2 separate regions of the Lactuca sativa genome follow, and region 2 is linked to region 1. Evidence: chromatin contacts called from public Hi-C data. All regions are on one chromosome and are shown on one strand. Each heading gives the region's core, a stretch centred on a gene start, on an enhancer-like site or on the middle of the called end of the contact. The rest is flanking DNA. Distances are from core to core; before and after follow the strand shown.

The links. A called contact is a pair of places that touch in the nucleus more often than the background predicts.
Region 2: a Hi-C map of leaf shows a contact between it and region 1, with 8 times the contacts expected there. The contact joins the promoter of LOC111899148 here to the promoter of LOC111899149 in region 1. A contact is called at or near these places in 2 of 4 Hi-C or Micro-C datasets (leaf and seed).

Annotation. Positions count from the first base shown.
Region 1 is chr8:261,470,886-261,476,639 of Lsat_Salinas_v11, reverse strand. It overlaps LOC111899149 (mitogen-activated protein kinase 9), which reads left to right and starts at 2,447. Exons shown (of 11, transcript XM_023895032.3): 1 at 2,447-2,973; 2 at 3,494-3,896; 3 at 4,041-4,168; 4 at 4,378-4,437; 5 at 4,769-4,918; 6 at 5,012-5,167; 7 at 5,245-5,382; 8 at 5,730-5,754. The coding sequence starts at 2,710.
Region 2 is chr8:261,622,948-261,628,701 of Lsat_Salinas_v11, reverse strand. LOC111899148 reads right to left here and starts at 3,465. Exons shown (of 4, transcript XM_023895031.3): 1 at 3,243-3,465; 2 at 2,087-3,112. The coding sequence starts at 3,452.

The DNA of each region.
Region 1 (5,754 bases), core at 1,198-3,697:
CACACTAAGACTTAAAGTCTAAGCTAACTTCCCGAAGTAAATAAACATATATTACTAAATGAAGTCTGCAACACTACTACAGCCAACCGGCAATACTTTTCTTCATTTACGTTACTTGAATGAAATTTATTACCTTATTTTTATAACTGAAAGTTTCAATGGAAATACTTTTACACATTCGAAGGATTTAACTTACATATGCTCAATTCTAGAAAATATAGGATTTTTTTAGGGATTTCTACTATTCTTAAACGTTAATTTCAGTTTTTATATTACATGAATGTAACCACTTTTATACAAGCTACGACACTAAATTCTTATGAACTCACCAGCTTTATGCTGATACTCGTTTTCAAAATAACTTGTATCCTCAAGTCAAAGATAGACAGGTACTGGTGCAGCTTTTGAGAAGATGGAGTGTATACAAGACTCATCTTTTATTTTGTTATACTTTTGGTGTCTATCAAAACTATACAGAATACACTTGTAATTAAATTCATTATATTAATGCAATGGTTGTTGTCGCTTGTTTTTACTATTATGCAATTGTTATGATACTGTACATGACGTCCTCCACCCCAGAACGTATTCCGCCGTTCTCAGGTTTTGGGGGTGTGACCCCCCCCCTTTTTTTTTACACTAACTTATCAATCACCAAAAACAATGGAGACGAATGCAATAGCCAACATCCAACCATGTAGTGCCAATATAGCAGTGACGACAAAGAACGAACATGAAACCCACATATGCTCCAAGATTTACCAATCTAAATTTTGTAAAATGACAAATGCAATAGCCCACATAATCATGTACAAAGTAATTATCCAGTAGCCCAAAACACATGCATAATCAAGACCATGCATTTTGATTATAAAATTCTTTGTAGATTATCTTTTAGAATTTATTCACTTCTTAAGTTTGTTGTAAAGGACTTATCAATGATCTCTTGTATGCTGAAGCATCTTCTTGATCGATATGTTCTTCATATGACAATTGAGTTATTCGGTAGAAATATTTAGTTAGTGCAGACTTACCAACTTCTTTCAGCTTTGTTCCTACATCATTCAATAAAATTATGAAAATAAACTAAAATATAAAGATCAGAACAAGTAAGTTAAAAATTACTTTTGTGGCATTGATAAGTTAGTTACCTGAAGATGATAAGAAAAATTTGTAAGCAAGGCATTTTACCAAACAATTGGTGGGCATATTAATAAAATCACTTTAAAAATGTGTCTTTTAAACTTTTCCTTGTCCGTTAATGACATTTTCACATCACAAACAATGGTTTAGTCGAGTTCAATAAAAATTAATGAATTAAATAGAAATCAAAATGAAAAATAGAAAAATAAACCTCAAACTAAAGGCCGTGGCCATGTTATATACAGTCTTGATTTTTGTCACGACCTTATGGTATCCACAGGTAGCCATGGATAATACCTCCACTTACTCTTTAAAACAAACGAAAAAACAATTTTTTAGGTTAATAATGAACAAAAGAATTTTTTGAACACTTAAGAGTAATTTAAAATACCTGTTTGTTCTAAATAACTTTGGAATTGCAATTGCAGGTTTGCAAACTCTGTCATGATTTAAACAGAAACTCCAAATCCTACACTAAAATAAAAAAAATGTAGTTAATCTTAAGGATTAGCCATAGATTAAGATTGTGAGCATTGTCAAGGAGATGACCTTGTGCTAAAAGGGAACATTGTGAAGCTTACCTACCATTGATATTGCAGTTTCTTGCTCGAAACCGAGTCAATCGACAACGTACGGAGGGTACTCGTAACAAATGGATGCTAGAGACTCAAGAGGAAAAGGAGAGAGACAGAAGAGATGTTGTTTGAGGATGGCTGATGGTGTACATAATTTGTCGGCAGAGAAAGCATCGCGGGTGTAAGTTGTAATGGTGGAGCCGAAATAGGGTTAAGGTTTGTGTGATTTTAGGTTACTAGTGCAATCCAAATTTGGAAACTATGGAGAGGTTACGATTTGTGTACACATTTTTTCAAAAGAAAAGGAGTTTTTAATTTTTTTTAGATGACATTATCAAATTGATCAAATGGTGGAAAACTATAAAGGAAAGTCAATCAATGAATTTGATTGTTGAAGATGATGTAATCAAGTTTCTCTTTTAATAATATTTAAAGATATTATCTTTATAATATGTATGACATATTGTTATTTCTTAATAAAATAATAAAATAATAAAATAATGTCGTTCAAAAACAATTGCAAAATATGAGTTGTTAAATATCTAAGAATGGCAAATTGTATAGAGCTGAAGGACTATTTTTGCAGTTCACCAAAAATCGAACTTTTTTTTTTAATAGACACGAGAAGCGACAACAAATAAAAACCATATGACAAAATGAAGACAGCCAATAATGAAATATAAAATAAAGCACGACGAGTGGGCCCTTCTATGACCTATCGCCTTTCACATCTCACATCTCAGCTCTCACTTCTCACCTTTCTCCCCCATCTCCTCTCCTCTCCTCTCCCCTTTCACGTAACGCGGCGACAGCTCTATTTTCCTATCTTCCTCCTCTCTTTCCTTATCAAACAAACTCCATGGGAGACAACTGTATCTGTTGATTTATAAGAAACAGGGGATGCTGAGATCGATTGACTGTGAAACCAAAAGACGAATCGATAGTTTTTTGTCTTTGAAAACTAGTAAACTTGTAGGTCTTTGCGGGTTTTATGGGGAGTGGAACATTTGTGGACGGGGTCCTTCGTTGGTTTCACCATCACAATCGTCGATCCTCTTCTGTTCCTAATCCTGATGGCCATGTGAATCTCGATTCTGAAACAAAATCATTACCCTCGTCGTCATCATCTTCGAATCAACTCACCATTACCGAAGACTTTGATTTTTCTGCACTTAAGGTTATTAGGGTTCCCAAACGCATCAGTTTTCCACCTGTTTTCCCCTCACCTTCCGCCCCCATGGATCATAACAGAAAGGTTTCTTTCTTTTCATCTCTCACGCTCTCGAGATCTTTTATTATGAATATCAGTAATGAGTTTTGCTGCGATTAATTCATGTCAATTTGGATCCTTAACGTCGCTGTTTTCATGACGTCATAGATTTTTAGTAATTTGTACTCTGGGTTTTAAAGAACAAACCATATATAGCAAAATACACACACTAACCATCAAACAAGACGATAAATTGAATAAGTTGATGATTGATTTCATTTGTCCTTTTCCTTCTTGCTTTTGTTGATAAGTTGATCCCTCTACTGACAGTTTTGTGGGAGTAAGTATGAGGACCAGTGGCTCCTACTGGCCACAAGAACAAGTATACTGTAATATAGTTGATTTGATTTGTCCAACCAACCCCATTGTAGATGACGTAAATGTTGCATAAAAACAGACTTTCAACTGAATACAAAGTTTCGCCCTTTTGGCTGCATTAACAAGATGCATCTCTAGTTTGTTTCTGTTTTGTGGATTAAAGGTGTGTTTGTTATTGTTGACCCAGATTGAAGCAGAGTTCTTCACAGAGTATGGAGAGGCAAGTAGGTACCAAGTTCAAGAAGTTATTGGGAAAGGAAGTTATGGTGTTGTGGGGTCGGCTGTTGATACTCACACAGGCGAAAAGGTTGCAATCAAGAAGATCAATGATGTTTTTGAGCATGTTTCCGATGCCACTAGGATTCTTAGAGAAATCAAACTCCTTCGGTTGCTGAAGCATCCTGATATTGTAGAAATCAAGCATATAATGCTCCCTCCTTCTAGAAGAGAGTTTAAGGATATTTATGTAGTTTTTGAATTGATGGAATCTGACCTTCACCAAGTTATCAGGGCAAATGATGATCTAACTCCTGAACATTATCAGTTCTTCTTGTACCAACTTCTTCGTGGGTTAAAATATATTCATGCAGGTTGGTTCTTTTTTTATCTTGACAAGATATATGTTGTTGTGGTATTACAAGCCTGATACCTACTACAAATACTTGTATGAAAGAATGGTGCAAATATATGTATGTATGTATACTTTTGTGTTTGACTATTTGTCATTTGTGCAGCAAATGTGTTTCATCGAGATTTAAAACCTAAAAACATTCTTGCTAATTCTGACTGTAAATTGAAGATTTGTGATTTTGGGCTTGCTCGTGTGTCATTTAATGATGCACCATCAGCCATATTCTGGACGGTATGTTTAAACCTATGTGTATGCTTTGTCTTCAGTCACTTTTCTCATTTGTATTTTATATAATATATAACTACATTTGGTTTGTTGTTCAAAAATCGAAATATATGATTATGATTATCAGATTATGTATGTGTCATCAGTCATACTCATATGTTTGTATCTTCTTATTTCAATATTTAATTTAATTTAATTTAATTTAATTGTTGCAGGACTACGTTGCAACTCGATGGTATCGTGCTCCTGAACTCTGTGGATCCTTTTTCTCAAAAGTACAACGCCTCCTCCTCCTCCATTTCATTTTTTTTTATGTAGTCCAACTTTTTACCTTTTTAACAGCTTCTAAAGCTAAAATTACTTATTCACCCATTGTTGAAGCTGTTAAGAATTGTTGACACTGATTTCACCCTGAAACGAATTTACTAGTTGTTTCAAAAAACTGAATGTGGTTTTTTTTTACGTTGTGATATTATAGTAATAAGGAAACAAGATTTATTTAATGTGTGTGTATGTGAAAAGTAAAAACTACATAGGCACCTACCTGCCCACTGTTTTTGTCTTTTAATTATATATTTTTTTCATCATGTGATGTCTTGTTTGCAGTATACTCCTGGCATTGATATTTGGGGCATTGGATGCATATTTGCTGAGATTCTTACTGGAAGACCATTATTTCCTGGAAAAAATGTAGTTCATCAGTTGGATCTCATGACTGATCTGCTTGGCACTCCTTCCTCTGAATCTATTGCAAGGGTTGGGTTTTTTTTTTTTTTTTTTTTTTTTTTTTTTAGTATCATTCAAAATGATGCTTCAAATGAGTTATATCTAATCTTTAAAAAAGTGCAGATTCGCAATGAAAAGGCACGAAGGTATCTTAGTAATATGCGCAAGAAAGCGCCTGTTCCATTTACACACAAGTTTCCTAATGTGGATCCTTTGGCCCTTCGCCTATTGGAACGCCTGCTTTCTTTTGATCCAAAGGATCGCCCATCAGCTGAAGATGTAGGTGTATGATTGATTCTATAAAGATGACAATTGACAAGAAAGAAAGAATTGGGGATTGATTTTGCTTTTTGCAGGCACTGGCGGATCCCTACTTTCAAGGCTTGGCGAATGTGGAGAGAGAACCTTCAACTCATGCCATATCAAAGATGGAGTTTGAGTTTGAGAGGAGGAAATTGGGAAAAGATGATGTTAGAGAGCTCATCTATCGAGAGGTTTGGTTGCAACTTTTTTTTTTTTGATACATCATTTTGAAGTTAAATTTTTATATCATCAACCAAATGCTCTTATTATGCACATGGGATATGCTTTCTATGACTGTTTTCCTTTCACACAAAATAGAGATTAAGAGCAAATCTTAGTCTCACCTTTTCAAGTGAGACAAAAAAATTTGCAATTTTTGTCGGTACAAGGCCTTCCTGTTATCTTTTGTGACAAATTAGTAATGATAATATTTGGTAGATAAATTAAATTTTGCCAGATTAGAATAGGATATTTTTGCAATCTTCATATGAAAAAAACTTGGTTAATGTTAAGGTTGTCTTATTTGTAATTGTATCAGATTTTAGAGTATCATCCTCAGATGC
Region 2 (5,754 bases), core at 2,216-4,715, 150 kb before region 1:
TTACTTATCTAATATTAATAACTTGCTTTTTACCTAAATGTAGATCTAAAACACTGAGTGAACAAGAAATTGATAAAAAAGATAATTTAATTAACCTTCTGAAAGTATTTATAATGTAAAAACTAAAATTCATTCATCTTTATTTACATTTTAAATGCTTAGTCAGATCAGATTTACAAGTAACCCGAACACAAAATACACAAAGGAGTGGAAGTGGAGTTCATGCATGACATATTTCAGTTCCTTATATTCCAACTCCTTTGCCAAAACATTCTACGAACCAAATGCCCTTTTAGGGTGTTGCTTCTTTTTTTTTTAACTTAATGCAGATGCAACAACTTAATAGAAAAGATCACTTTCCCTATTAAGTTCTAACCTTTAAAAATTTTACCTCATTTATTTTCTCCTTCCATTTCCCCAAGTGTGTGGTCATTTTCTCTAATAATATTTTTTTAATCATTTATCCAAATATTAAGGGAGCATCAATAAGTAAGTCTACTTTTAAGTATTTCATAATACAACTTTTGGCATCTCTTCGGGTCAATTGTGCTTTAGAGAATACCTACACACAACATTAAAATATCTAGACTCCTCAAAACTATTTTCCAAACTTACACAACAATTTTTTCTCCTGATTCCTCAATCTAAAAGATATACATGAACAATTCAAAAAACAACACTAAGAGTTGAAGAATTTTAAGTTTCTTTAACTAAATCTTAGAAAATATCTACTTTCTCCTAACTCCAAACAGCATGTTGAATGGCTGCAAGCTTTTTCCAACTTTCTTCTGACACCTAAATGCATGCAACTTTAGCAATCAGAAAAACCTCATCATATCCTCATTCCTCACTATAACAATAATATTTCCTCATCTTAATTGCACTTATATTTAATACGATTTTTATTCCAATTTTGTATGCATCTATATGTCTGAACTTGAGTTACTACACAAGTCACAAATACATAAAAAGCTCACACAATGGTCAAAATTGGCTTATCCATTGGAGATTCTTTGTACATCTCTCCTTTTTTAACTGAGTTTATTGCATGGAAAACGTCCAAATCACTTTTCAGATTGTCATCTTTCATCCACCAATACCAACTTAACCTTCTCTAAATCTAATTCTAATAATGTATCCATATTTTACCATATCCCTAAATGTAGGATCACACAGCCCGTTAGGAAACATTTGCAGTTTTCTACACCCATGCCTTTTAGGGCGCATGCGCATGCGCATCATAAATCATTATGTCTTATTATTTACCATATTCCTACAAATCTACGGATAAAGATCCAACAACAAGCCATGTCATTTTTAAGACTCCTGAATCTTGAAACCAATTCAACAGCCATGGATAGATCCTTCCACAAAACTAAGTCTAACCACAAAGATATATTTCTATAAATTCTTATCAACCAACCGTAACCGTATCTTCATCTAAAAACTAAGGTTCTTGGGGTAAAAAAAACAAACATTGACAAAAGGTTGTACTATACATATATGATATACCCATCAAATTAAGGCCCCACAATTCAAAAAGGCTGAAAATAACCCCTTGAGCTTGGACTTAAGTACACACTTGGGCTAGCTCAAAATCCAGTATACCAACATCTTCTATGTATATAGTATTTAAAGTTGGCTAATTTATGAACTTAATGAGAACAAGAATTAATCCAGTAAGCTACTATACATGGTTGCTTCTATTTTATTTGACTTAATGAGGAATCAGGAAATTAAGTCCTAACTTTTTTACAAATTTGCCCAGAACATAAATATTTAAACACATGAAAAGCAACATCCAACGCAACCATCTTCGAAAGTTCACTGATTTAGCTTTTTTTTTCACAATATATCTAAGAAGACATGTCGGCTGTTCATTAAGTTATTCTCTCCTATTTGGCACATGACACCCCATTACTCTAACATGCTAAAAGATGGTGGTAATGCTTAAATTGACATGAAACCTTTATTTTTTTCATCTACATTAAATCAAACTAGTTTCTCAAATCAAAGGTATAAATTATTTACACAGTAGAAATGGAAATTAAGTAAATAAAACAAGATAGAAGAAAGATATTATTACCTCAGCCGGCCATCCAAATGATTGTGAAGTGGAGTTTTGTAGCTTGTTTGCAGCATCAGTGTCAGAAGTTTTGCGAGGCCGACCCCGGGATCTTGAAACTGAAGCAGGCTCAGTATCAGTATGAATATCAGCACCATTGGCATTAACAGATACATTTTGTGCAGGGGGCCCCACCCTCCTAGGTCTTCCTCTTGGCCTCATCACGTTTCCTGACAAAGGCACAGTCACAGGTCTCCCAATTCTCTTGGGTCTGCCAACACCCCTCTTCTTCCCAATCCCACCACCACCATTGAACAGCATGATTGACATCAGCTTAGGCCTGCCAACTTTCCGCCTTACTCTCCTCTCTGCCTCCGCCTCACCAGAATCACCGCCGCCAGAACTTGTTACAACAGCTCTGCTAGCACTGGAACTCTTTGGCGGCCGACCACGGCCTCTCTTGGCTGAAACCACTACATTCTCAGGAGACTCAACAGTTGGTGCAACACCATCATCACCCAAACCTAATGAAGCAAAGATGGGTTCAGCAGCCCCTGCATAATTTCCTTGCAACTCTTGCCCAGAAGAACCCAAGTGCTGCTCGAATTGAGGTTCATAAGGTTGGATCTCAGCTGCTGGCTGTTCATCTGGCACCTGATTTTGTACCTGGAACCCGAATTCGTGTCTGGGTTTGGGAGGACGGCCGGGCTTTCTCCTAGGTTGAACAGAAGAATTATCAGCTTTAAAGCCAGGTGTAGTACCCAATGTATCAGTAGAAGTTACAGAATAGTCAGCGATATCATGGTCCAACGTGGGTGTGGGTGTGGGTGCGGGAGTTTCGAAAGGAACAGATCTAGGAAGTGGAAGCATGTAAGAGTGTTTGACGAGCGTTAGCTGACCCTCGTTTTTCATTCGCTTTAGGTGGTGAGTCAACAAGTTGGAGTGAGTAGGAGGCAAATTTGTATAATGCCGTTCTATGTATTTAGCTATAGCTTGTCTACTGGACCCATCTTTGTCCTTTAGAGCAACAATTGCTGCTACTATCATCTGCCAAGAAACAGACACAAAACCCACAAACAAAATTCAAAAAAATATATATATGTAGTGAAACTTAGAAACTGTTACAGGTCAAGCAGATGATGATATTGATAATTTCGAAAGAGAGGAAGGGACTTACATCGGAATAAGGTGGGTGGGCGCCGTTAGTAGTTGGGCTGGCAGGGTAAGGCTGATGTTGGTCGTTAACCGGCGACAGATCGGGAATCGAGTCCATGGAGAAGGAAATTGTTCGAGAGAAGAAAGGGAAAAGGGTTTGATGGTATATTTGATGGATGAGGATGAAAAAGGTTGAAGATGCGTTTTGGGTGTCAGTAGCGGATGGAGTCATGTGTATACGGACGGATGACATTTGTTAATTTCATTTGCATTTCAAAGTGTTTTACAATTATTTCTTCTAGGTTACAAAAAAGCCATAAATTTACATAAAATATTTGGTTATGTATAATTTTATGTCTTGATGTATAATACACCGAAAGATTTATTTATTTTTGTACTTTAGATGATTTTTACCTTCTACGGCACGTGAAACACCTATATGGTGCTAACTAGGACGTAGAGTATTGTTACGGCAAGTTTTAGGTACATATTTAGCTTTTCATTCAGGGCTTCTGTCTAATAAGCATCTTGGAATCCACTCTGTACGAAATAAATAATTGTTGGATTAGGAAGCCATACCGAGGGTTGGACCGCGGCATTGTTCTCCAACGCCCAAGTTAGATTGTGAATATGAGAATTGATCTGATATTGTATATAGTGGTTGGGATTAAGTAGTAGAATTCAAGTTGATATGGGTATCGAAGGATGGTGAGTGAAGTAGTTAGATTCTAGCATATTCTAAGTGGGGAAGAGTGGGACCTCGCAGCGGGAAGACCTTATGCCAAGGTTCAATTTTCAGTCGGAATTTCTCCACGTTCAAGACTTTCGTGCAAGTGTTGAATCTTCTGTTTTCGCATCAAGATCATCGTCAGTTGTTGGGTTTCCCTCGAGTTGTATTAGTTTTAGTTGCGAAAATATGTAGGGCGTGTTTGTGCATTAGACTCTAGGGTGTTAGGAGCCCAGGTTGAGGGATGTGATGAGGGCATCCTTGTCTGTTCTTGTCTGATTGGAGCTTAGATGTCTGAGTCATGGCCCAAAGGTCTGATAGGGTTAGTTAAGTCTTGTTGGGATTGATGTGCAGACCGGTTAGACTGTGAGTGTTGATGTAGGTTAGTGGGTCGGGGGTAAGCCTGAGTGATGTTGTTGGTTGGTGGATCGGGGGTAAACCCGAGTGTTGTCAGTGGATAGCTAAGCAGGGTTGTCAGAGCCGAATAGGAGCAAGGTCTAGTTTAGTATGTGACCAATTGATTTTGTTTCGATGATGTGCTTATTTGCGAGGTTAGCATGACGACGTTTGGCAAAGAAGGTTTTGGGTCGATCAAATCTGCAGACTTTCGGTCAGTTTGGCTGATGTGGGGGTTGTGTCAGGTTCCGAGTATAGAAAGGGTTCTTTCTGTCATGATTTAAGGAGGTTGTGTGGAGATGTTTTCTTCAGGACGTGTCGTATCACCAAAATTTCTGGGATGGCAAAATTGTCGAGGGATGGTCGTCTATTGGAGATGCTACAACAAATATGAATCAGATCTTGGAGGCACTTTTGAAGGACCCTTAAGGGGTTACATCGGGTAGTGGAAACGAGAACTGATTTTGAGGACGAAATCTAATTTAAGCGGGGGAGAATTGTAACATCATGTTTCTGGTCATTTCTTAATTCAAGGTTATGGGCCAAAAGCCAATTCTGTGAGGGCTTTGGGCCTTAAGGGGGTAAAGTTAGGCCCTTTGGAAGGTGACAATGATGGTTGAGAGATCTAAACCTTTAAATTGTGTTTTGGGTCAAAGGGTTGAAAAGGGAAAAGACTTAAATCGGGTTCTTGCATGAATTTCATATTTTAGTTCAAGAAGTTTTTAGTCCAAGATATCTGGATAATATTGTGGGGCTCTTGTACACCCTTCTGTGCATATAAAGAATGCCAAAATCGAAGTTGGAACAAAAAATGTGTGGTAGTTTGAAAGTGTGTTGAAGTTAGGAAGGAGGGTGGGCGTACCAGCATTGTGAAGTCGTGTCTTTAGAAGTGTACGTTGAGCATATCATTTGGTACGTTGGGCGTACGCGATCAAAATCCAAACCCTAAATTTGGGGTTTTGAGCCCTATTTAAGTTCCTTAGTTCCTCTAAACCTCTTCCACTCTCAGCCTCCATCTCTCTAATGTCCTCCGTTGAAACCCTTACCCTAAATTCAGGCCCAACTAGCAAGGAGATGGGCAAGGCCGATTGGAGGCACCGGGCGGGGATTTCGGGCGCGCCCTAGGCAAGGCGTCGGGCCGGTAGGAGAGTCCCCAACACGGATGGCAAGGGAACGCCAGGTAGTGTTGGAAAGGGAACGCCAGACAAGGCTGGCAGGAGCGTGACAGGCCAGGCTGGCACTCTAGAGCAGTCTAGGCCATGCTAATGGACCATATATCATCAAGTCCCCCCAGTCTGATGTTACCGGTACGCATCTAATGACATTGGATTGGACTTAGTCATATAAATTGTGTGTCATCAAATCCCCTTAGTCTGATGTGATTGGATTGCTAACAATCGGATCAGACTAG